2 separate regions of the Sus scrofa genome follow, and region 1 is linked to region 2. The links are chromatin contacts, called in public HiChIP or PLAC-seq maps. All regions are on one chromosome and are shown on one strand. The core of a region is the stretch at or near the end of the contact, and the rest is flanking DNA. Distances in the headings are between cores, read along the strand shown. Region 1 overlaps LOC106507999 (a long non-coding RNA gene). Region 2 overlaps TNIK (TRAF2 and NCK-interacting protein kinase).

The links. HiChIP or PLAC-seq counts read pairs in DNA pulled down with a chosen protein or histone mark.
Region 1: an H3K27ac HiChIP or PLAC-seq map of alveolar macrophages shows a contact between it and region 2. The contact joins two enhancer-like sites. A contact is called at or near these places in 2 of 2 datasets of contacts at active chromatin or transcription factors (alveolar macrophages and skeletal muscle).

Annotation. Positions count from the first base shown.
Region 1 is chr13:110,101,681-110,106,760 of Sscrofa11.1, forward strand. All of the region lies in intron 5 of LOC106507999 (a long non-coding RNA gene), which reads left to right. Among named protein-coding and RNA genes, the nearest start is that of TNIK, 52 kb to the left of the region's middle. Within about 2 kb of position 2,766, at least 13 of the 83 cell types and tissues checked have an H3K27ac peak or open chromatin away from gene starts, as enhancers often do. A contact at or near this core is called in alveolar macrophages, where this site is marked.
Region 2 is chr13:109,837,451-109,842,799 of Sscrofa11.1, forward strand. The region is part of intron 2 of TNIK (TRAF2 and NCK-interacting protein kinase); the gene reads right to left. Among named protein-coding and RNA genes, the nearest start is that of TNIK, 210 kb to the right of the region's middle. Within about 2 kb of position 1,436, at least 1 of the 83 cell types and tissues checked has an H3K27ac peak or open chromatin away from gene starts, as enhancers often do. A contact at or near this core is called in alveolar macrophages, where this site is marked.

The DNA.
Region 1 (5,080 bases), core at 1,516-4,015, 270 kb after region 2:
CCATAATGAATTCTAGACTCCCTGACCTTTGCTGTACATCTTTTTCTCTATTCTTTATATCTGGTTTTATTGGGATAGTTTCTGTTCCCTCCAGTTCCAGCCTGTGACTAGGATCTTATCTGCCTAGTTTAGGGTATTCCTTTGATCCACCAGTACAAACCACTTAAGATTAATCACCATACACAGCCATGCTAGTTGTCTGTGGTGTTGCATAAACTCATTCTCTCAGTCTTGTTTTCTCTCCAATGTGGAAAAAAATTAAAAAAAAAATACATTGGTGTTACCAAAGATATTGATTAGTCAAAGCACCAGGTCTTATCCTGTTTCAATCCTAGTGCAAACTAAGTAGGTGTGTTCCCATGCTTTTAAGCTCACACAAATATATAATCATAAATTTGCCCAGGTATGGCGTTCCACACTTATCCAATGTGATTCAGGAGTGAGGTGGCATCAAGACTCACAAACTGGAGCTCCCGTGGTGGTGCAGAGGAAGCAAATCCGACTAGGAATGATGAGATTGTGGGTTCAATCCCTGGCCTTGCTCATTGAGAGGGATCTGGTGTTGCTGTAAGCTGTGGTATAGGTAGCAGACACAACTCGGATCCCGTGTTGCTGTGACTGTGGTGTAGGTCGGAGGCTACAGCTCCAACTGGACCCCTAACCTGGGAACCTCTATATGCCGAGAGTGTGGCCCTAAAAAGCAAAAGCAAAAAAAAAAAAGACTCACAAACTGATGAGGAGGAGGTTGGCCTTAGATGAACTAATAGGGCATGTATTTTTTTTAACCTGGGCGAATTTTGTAAAGGACATCAACTGAATGGCCGTGTGACCTGGTTTTGTAATCATGTCTGGTACTTTTGTGGCAGTTTCCCCTTTCAAAGGGCTTTCCCTTTTGAGTCTCAAACCTACTCTTGAAGCAAGTAGGACTGGAATTTTCATCCCTGTTTCAGAGATGAGGAAACGGGGGCTCAGAGAGGTTAAATAATTCCTTTGGGGCCTCCCAGCTAAAAGTCTAAGACTGATTCTGTGATAGTAAGCTAACTTTTGTTAGGCCAGCAGCCAAGTTCCAACTCAGGAAGAGAGAGAAATAGAACTTCATGGATATAGGGATGGGCTAAAATTTTCCTTAAGTTATTAACAGGCATTTTTATTTATGTTTTTATACCACAGGTCTACAGTTCCTTATCTGCAATCCCTGGGGTTGTCTGTGCTGTGACATTTAGAATATTTCAGATACACCCCCCTACTCTGAACCCCCCCCCACTAGCAAGGAATACCTCATAATTAAACATACCAATTTTTTTGCAGCATAATATGTAAACGAGATAAAGATTATTAATGGCTTCATTCTCCAGTTCATATCAGTCAGATTTTACCACCAAGTGAGCTCACTATAGATTTGTAAATGAAACAGAAACTTTTCTGTTTCAAACATTTTTAGACTTTGGGGTTGTGGGAAATGGAATTGTATTCAGACTCTGAAGCTGATCACCAATTGCACTTTCTGCTGTGGGGCGGTGTCTCTCGCTGGCCTAGCGGGATGTCCTCAAGCTTTCTGCAGGAAGGCTGACTGGAACAAACAGTTTGCACCTGCTTGTCTGTCTTCCGTAGCTGGCACTCTCTCAAAGGGCCTTGGCTGAGTTTGAAGTATAGTTCCAAGCTTTGGGGAGACAGGCCAGTGAACTCAGCTAATAAACTCTTTTATCCCAAATCCCTAAGGGTGAGAGGAGAAAAGAAAAAGAAATTAAAATGGAATAGCAGCTGGCTTTCAACTCCATGAGAGCTGATCACGTGATGAAGCCAGAGGCATCTCATCAAGAAAGTCCAAATTTGATGAAGTAATTTCGTTCTGGAAGCCTTAGCCGAGTCAGACCCGCAAGGAACCCATTATAAAGTCATCAAGATTGGTTGACGGAAGTGGGATCTATACATTACTATTCATGGCAGTAATAACTATGACGCCACTCCCATTTCCGTCCCCACCTATGAGACAAGGCTGGGCCCTTTCCTGTGCAAGAGGAGATAGAGAATGTTTTCCCGAGGACACTCACACTTGCTGCGTTTTCCCAATAAGCCTTCTTATCAACGTACTTCCAGTGGAGTAGGGGTGGCTTTGTTGTCTAATTGTCCCTGGTGATTGGTTGAATGTCATTCTGTGTCAAGGTGTCACCTCTTACTCGGGTGGGTAAATGGCGCAGAGGTGGATGAGTGTGTGGCCTAGGGGTGAGCCGAGGGTCCGCTCCCCACTGCCCCGAGCTCTGCCACAATTAACTGAAAGAGCAGGCTTTGCCGACTCTGGGTCCTGGAATGTCTGAGAGGCTGCTCAGCCTGCAGCAAAAGGGAGAACATTCACCTCTGATGAAGGAGAGAGGAAATACATTTTGAGCAAAGCTTTTTTGTGGTTTTTTTTTTTTTTTTTTTTTTTTTACTCCGTACTCATTTATTTCCCTCGTACTTCATCTACAGTGATCTTTGAAATCTAATCAATTATTTTGTATCTTCCTTTTATGAAGAAAAAAACGTGAGGGTCACTAATCTCAGTGTAGCCCCTTTTGCAGAGCGATTCCCTTATCTCTTCGTGCACCTGACTCGATCCAGTTTTTGAAAGGACTTTTTTTTTGAACACTTCCTGTGCATGTAGGGCTCTGATGCCACAGATAACTGGGTTTTAATTGCAGGCCGACCACTTACAGACTGTGAGAATCTGGATAAGTTACTTAGCTCTCCTCAACTGTAATATGGGAATAACGTATGAGAAATCTGTTGTGAAACTCAAATGAGGTAATAAAAGGGACTGTTACATAACAGAAGCTCAAGAAAGGTTTATTCTAACTAGATGTGTAGGGAAATGTAAAGATGAATAAAATACACACATACTTCTTCAGTGAAGGGAAAATATGGGATGGGTTTTTTAAATGGGTTGAGGGCATAGAGAAGAGAGAATGAATTTAAACTGTGACATGAAGTCTGCGCATTTGATCTGGGACTGGACAGGCAAATAGAATATCAACAGGCTGGGGAATGAGAATGAGGAAATTGAGGAAGTCAAAAGTGCTTCTAGGCAGAAAAAAGAGTGACACAGAAGCAGGCAAGAAATGGGAAAGAGAAATTATGCTGTAAGACCTAGCCTGTCCCAATATTGCACAAACTAAAAATATTTTCTCCCAATAGCCTCACAATTATTCTGTTATTTGCTGAAGCAAGTGTTATGATTTGGCATTGGAAAAATAGTCAATCTAAATGTATGATGGGGTAAGATTAGGTGGGAGAGGAGAGTGGGGAGTTAGTTCATTAAGTTTGGAAAGGGCCTTGAATGGGACATCCTTAAAGTGAGGTCCAGCAAGTAACCTAATAGGCTTTTGGGCTTGAAGGGCATGGGTTCAGGAACCTTATGGCATTATTGTACAGGGTGAGTCAGAGGGGAGAGAGGCAAGGGCAGGGCAAGGGGGGATTAATCAAGGGTTAATTGTAGCTAAGGCAGAATAAATACAAATCATTCAGTTTGCCAAATACAAAACTAAAAAAGCATAGCTTTACAGACAGAAGAGGTACCTCAAGAAGCAAGTTTTTGACTGGAAAACCAATCAGAAGCCAGGGCTACTCTGCTTAGGTACCAGCCCTGTCATAGGGCTTGTTCTGTCTGCTCCGGGGCTCAAGTGTCCTCCAGTGACTGGCCTTGACATTTTAACATACAGCCATCCAAAAAATGAGTCACCATGCTTACCTCCTACCACTAATAAGGTTATGTGCATCACAAACTGCCTCCCTGTGGGAGGGGGTCTGACAAGGCCAGAGCATTTGAAACAGATGATGCAATCCCACAGAAGTGGGTGAATGCAACCTGGCAAGTGGAGCTAGCTCTAGTGCTAGATGGCAAGCCATTTCATGTGATTAGAGACGATTTGTAGGTAGCATAAACAGTGATTCTTTATGCCTACATCTCTGTCTTGTTAGCTTTTCACCCTTCTTTTCCTAGAAAAGACAAGACCAGCCCAACTGTTCAATTCTATTGATGATTTGGAAGAAAATACAGGAGACTGAAGTAACTGGAATATGGTTTGCAAATGTACTACAGTAAGGTGGGGACTCAAGTACATTAAACAGCCTTCTAAACAGCTTTAGGTAGGAGACTCTCCCCACTGCACTAACTTTCACCAGTCATAACAAAAAAGGAATTTCTACTGAGCTGACCAAGACTAGCAAAATGTTTCTAACCCATACAGCTGGGGCTCCCATAACTTTTTCTCTGGTAAGTTTGAGTTTTCCTCTAGGGAAATAATTCTGCTTCTTTCTTCTCTGAAGTTCAGCCCTGAGTGTACAGCAGAAATTGCCTGCAGCTACTCTGCTATGCCCAGAAGCACCCTCCAGAAAGAATTTAAATGCATTCAGAAGATCAGCTGTCTTCCTAAATGACACCAATAGGGATGTGAGGCAAACTGAGAGGAGTTGCTCCAAGCATTTGCTACTCCATGACTACAATGCAAAACTATGGCTGCTTGATGGAGAGGGCAATAGAGCTAGGGTCTCAGGGGAAAACCGTCGTCTTCTCTGACTTGGTGTAGTCATGGTCATCTGTCCACCTTGGCCTTGGCAGGGGCTGTCTCAGGATTTGTCTTATAGACCAATTCTTGAAAGCAATTGAATTTGGGAAGAATTTTGTGTAAGATGCTGAGGTATGTGTTGATACAGTTTGCAAATAGAGAGGACAGTTTGCAAATAGAGAGGCTCTAACTTCAGCTTGGGACTTGCCTCCTTGGGACTCAGCTTCTCTTAAATTCTACTTCTCTTACAATTAATTACTATGCCTAGCATTTAGCTCTTGCTGCCCTCTGGAGAAAGAAATAAGGGGCTCTTTAAGTACTATCCAGAGACACTCACCCTTTGATTTTTTTTTTTTTTTTTTTTTGGCTGCCCTGAGACATACAGAGTTCCCTGGCCAGGGATCAGATCCAAGCTGCAGTTGCAACCTATACTGCAATGCTGGATCCTTGATCCACTGTGCCAAGCCAGAGATGGAACCTTCGTCCTAGTGCTCCAGAGATGCCACTGATCCAATTACGCACCACAGTGGGAACTCCTC
Region 2 (5,349 bases), core at 186-2,685:
ATCACCCTGTCGTGCCATATTCTGAAAATCATGGACTGAGGTGGTCCCATGTCCTGAAGAAGGGAGAGGAGAAATGTGTACGAGGCAACTTTGAGCTGGACTTGCTTAGATAAACATCATCCAAACACTTCCCAAGTCAAATAAAAAGGGGCTCCGATTGAGACAACAGTGGAAACTAAGATGACTCTGCAACTGCAAGTAATAAATTAGACACCACTGAACCACTGGGATAGAGAATCGGTTAAAGAAAATGTCTTCATATTCATACTTCAAAACAAGAGAGATTCTAATTACATCAATAAAAATAGAGGAGGTGGAAATAATAAAGAGCATATATTTTATTTTTAACAGCTAATGCCTACTGACTGTTTACTATGTCAGGACTGCTTTAAGCATTTTATATATGTTAACTCACCATAACCAACTCTGAGATAGGTATTATTAGTATCTTCATTTTATGGATAAGGAAACTAAGGCACAATGAGGTGTTGACTTGTTGAAAATATCTGTTTTAAGATACGTAGAATCTCATTGATGTTCATTTCACTTACTGCATTTTTTAATGCTTTGTTAATAAGCAAAAAATATTTCACAAGGCTTTCAGGAGTTTATTTGCAACCTTATCTTTCTAGCATTAGTTTCTCCCACAAAATCTTGTGTTTTCAGCTATATATAATTTCTCAAAATGAGGTTTTCAGACTCTGAGCTTGAGAAACTGATATTATGATGGACAGATGACCAACATTTCAGAGAATCAGAGCCAGAGCAGCCAACTCAGATGGGGCTAGACAGGAATGGTAGCAAATTTAAGAGTTTGAGTCCGAAATGATCAAAGGAACTAGATGAGGAGAAAGACAGGGAAGGATTTTTAAGGCACTGAGCATTAAAGGTATTGGTCCACATATTTGGAAAAGCCAGACTCTATGTGTGGCTGTGACAACATGTGTATTGAAAACAGCAGGAAAGAAGGTTGAAGAAATAGACAAGGTCAATCCAGATGAGCTTCCCATTTCGTGCTAAAGAGTATAACACTAGAGGGTTTCATCTGGGAGTCACAGGATCAGATTGGATTCCAGAAAGGACACTCTGTCACTGTCATCCACACCCCTTCCTTGTCTCTCCAATAACCACCACCAGCTAGAGGACTATAATTCATTCATCCCCTACCATGATTTGGAGACTCTTTAACCAGTCAGGCTCTGAAACCAAGTCAGCGGCAGAGAGAATGGATCCAATGAATAAATAGGAAGTAGAACCAACAGAATTTTTACATGGGAAGGAGCTGACTTTTCTGGTGTGTGACTCTGGGTGGGTCAGGGAACCATTTCTTGAGACAGAAGACTGCTGAGAAAACATGAAGAGGGGAGGAGGTAACTTTAGTTTGAAATGTACATGGTTTTAGAGGCTGGATTAACACCCAGACACGTGTCCACTAGGCAACCAGCTGGGGAAGCTAAGCCTCAGGGGGTTGAATTGGTCTGATTGAGACAGAAGAACTCACAAAGGACACTAAGAAAAAATAATCAGATGGTGGGAAAAGAGGAAGTTGTAATGTCAAAGGAAGTGAAGGAAGGAGAAAATTTCAAAAAGGAGGGTGTGGTGAGTTTCAAAAGGAGGGTATAGTCAGAATCAGAGGCTACAGGAGACCACATGAAACAAGGACTGCAAAGGGCTCATTCCATCTGGCAATGATGAGACCCCCCTGGGGAGAGAAGCGGGAATTATGAGGCAGAGATAGAAGCTAGATTAAACAGAGGGGAGGAAAAAATGGGAGGTGACCAACTGGAGACAAAGAAGGCAGAAAAATGTTGTCTGAGTCTGGAGAGAGATGGAAACTGATACTGAGATCTCACTGAAGAAGTCTGTGCTCACAGGGCTGGTCAGCCCACAGGGTCACCTGAGGGAAGAGGTGATACAGGGAGAAAGGGGGGAGGTCCCAGAAACTGGAGAAGGAGGGCATTCACACCCATAGAGGAGGGCAGTCGAATCTCCAGGAGAAGAAGGGAAAGGTCTTGCACCAAGACAGGATGGGAAGAGGTAAGAGGGTGGGTGGGCAGAGATGCACTGCAGGAGGCAGAGAGACACTGCAGGATACCTGTCCACTGGCTCGGCTTCCTCTAAGAGGCAGGCAAGAAGTTCACCCGTGGAGAGAATTTGAAGCCAGGGGCAGTGGAAGGGGACAGAGGTAAAGTCTGGAGTAATTCTTTCAGAGAACAGGAGAAGGGACTGAGCAGGTATGTACCTTAGATGATTAAGTGGTCCTGAGTCTCAGTGAGGCTGGGGTTTGCACTCTCCCCACCCCAGTTGTGCTGCACAGCTCAAACGCAGGAAAGAAAGCAAATGGTTGAAATGATCTTAAGTAAGGTGACTACAAGGTGGACATTTGGCAATAACAGAGGAGAGAGCACTTGTTGGCTTAAAATGACTAAAATAAGGACTGGTGGGGCCCAATGTTGGAAAGACAGATTATTCAAGTTTCAAGGGTATTGAGAGGCTGACAGAGACCGGAGGGCTTGTTCACAAAGAACAGGTGTGCAGGGTGGTAGGGAGTGTAAACAGGAGAGTCAAGGGCTGTGTTCTGAGATTGGGACGCTCCAAACTGAAGATCTGAAAAGCAGAATAGACCAGGGTCATGATAAGTCCAGGTGTGAATCACAAGAGTGGGGTGACATTACAGGTAATAGTAATACAATTACAGTATTGATATTATCCCATTTCACTAATGAGCCAAAGATTAGGGGACTTATTCAAAATCACAGTGAAAGAATGGTAAAGCCAAGGTTTTAATCCAGACTTTTGCTGCCAAATCCTGTGGTATTTCATTTCACTTGGTACTTTTTCCCCCCAACCTTTGAATAAGAAGTAATAAGACTGTGATTTTGCTTTCAGTCTAGAACCGAGTTATAAATCAAAGAAAGCTATAAATCTGACTTAAAATGCAAGTGAACATGACAGTATTATTTTCAGTGTTCTGGTTATTACCTCTAGTGTAGAAGCTTATGAAACTCTGTTAAAATGAATCTTTCTGCAGTGTTTTCTTATTATAAAAACATTAAAAGTAAATAGCTATCTAACACGGCAACAAAAATAGTGAAGCATTATTTTAGCTTATAAAACATAAATCTAGCCTGAAGGGGAATGTCGGTCATTATTTCACCGCACTGCAGGCCACTAGCTATCAAGTACCAAGATGTTTTAGGATGATAAGGAGATAGAACATCACATATTTTCAACCCAGGTATGTCGAGGTATATACCCAAATGTGAACATCAGATTTGTTCAAATGTAAATGGGGCTGTCTTTTTCTTTAAGAAGACTCACTAGCACCCAGATAATCCAAGGAGGCTGAGGATGCTGGAGGCTGGCGGAATGGTAAATTAGAAGCCTGCTGCAGTTAGTTACCACTAACCCCATCCTGGGCAGCCCTAAGGATATTATACATGAAGAGGCATATTCACATGGAACGCTGGTGGTAAACATAATTCAGCTTGGAATAATTCATTACAAAAGGCAAATGAAAGGATGTCAAATTTGCTACTTATGACATTAGTTATCCCTGCCCTCTCTTTAATATACATTGAAGTGAGGAGCCTGCAGGAAATATTCTTCACACATTCTCACATACAATTATTCCAAAGCTATTTATTTCACCCACTCTTTTTAAATTTATTTTTATTTTATTTATTTATTTATTGTCTTTTTTGCCTTTTCTAGGGCTGCCCATGGCATATGGAGCTTCCCAGGATAGGGGTCCAACTGGAGCTGTTGCTGCCGGCCTGCGCCACAGCCACAGCCACAGCAATGCAGGATCTGAGCCGCGTCTATGACCTTCACCACAGCTCACGGCAACACTGGATCCTTAACCCACTGAGCAAGGCCAGGGATTGCACCCACAATCTCATGGTTCCTAGTCAGATTCGTTAACCACTAAGCCACGACAGGAACTCCCTGCACTTTTTTTTTAAATTTTATTTTTTAAAAAATTGAATTATAGTTGATTTACAATATTGTGTTAATTTCAGATATATAGCAAAATGATTAATTATACACACACACACACACATATTTTCAGATTTTTTTCTCTTACAGGTTATTACAAAATATTGAATATAGTTCCCTGTGCTGTACACTAAGTCCTTGTGGTTATCTATTTTATATATAGTAGTCTGCTTATGTTAATTCCAACCTAATTTATCCCTGTTTACCCTTTCCTCTTTGGTAACCATACATTTGTTTCCTATGTCTGCGGGACTATTTCTCTTTTGTAAATTAAGTTCCTTTGCATCCTTTTTTATTTTTTTTAACTTTTTAAAAATGTATTTCACCCACTCTTGAAGCAGCAGGGTTTTCCCCTGTCAGCCAAGACCCGTCCAACCCAACCTACCAAGATGCTCTGGCTGTTCCTGTTCCAGTCTCACTATTAGTAGCCACTAGTTTGTCTTCCCTGAGTAATTACTGGGCAGGTTGGGACTTTACCTGGGTTACTATTTAAGCCTTGCATCACCTATGTGGAGTAGGTACTGATGCCATCCCCATTCCACGGATGAAGAGCGTGAGCAGCCACAAAATCACGAAGTCAGTGAGGGCTGCTTCTCTGCCAGGCCCGCACACCCTCCCCATGCCTCTGCCTTTACTACTTCCCCATCTGGATCGCACCCAACTCTACATCTCAGATGGCATGTGTTACAGAAAACTTCCCATTTATATGGGTCTGCACGGACCACTGCTTTCTCAGAGGGCGCTTCCTCCTGCCTGAGTGGAAGCTTTGCTTTGTGCTGGCATCAGCACCCTCTAAAGTTCGTGGGGAGGACACTGGGCAACACCAGCCGGTCCTGTCTGCTGGGAAACTGGTATTAACTGATGAGACTGCTTCTTCACAGAAGTGAGGCTGGGTTAAACAGCTTCAGCATTTTAGAAAATTCCAAGACGGATTCCAAGCCCTGGTTCCTCAAAGTGTTCAGGGACAGGGATTCCTGGAAATCTGAATTATGCCTTTTCTTTAATCTCATGTGCTCAAACCTGGTAGACTTGAGAGACTGGAAAAAAGAATGTTAGAGCTGTTGGAGACCTTTGTGCCCAATGATAGTAACTCCTTCCATCCTCCTCCTCCAAGGCCATGCAGCTCTTTTTGGAGAACAGCAAAGATTCCAACTCCTTCAGCTGTGGGAGCAGGGAACACCTTGGTTCTGCACCAAGCTGGCACCTACCAGCTATGTGACCACTGGTGAATCACTAATCTCTCTGGGTCTCAGTTCCTACCAGTAAAGCCAGAGTAATGACATCTAAGGTTGTTGTAAGAATTAAAGGAGCTGACAGATGAGTATAAAAGGCATGATGCTCTGAAAATGC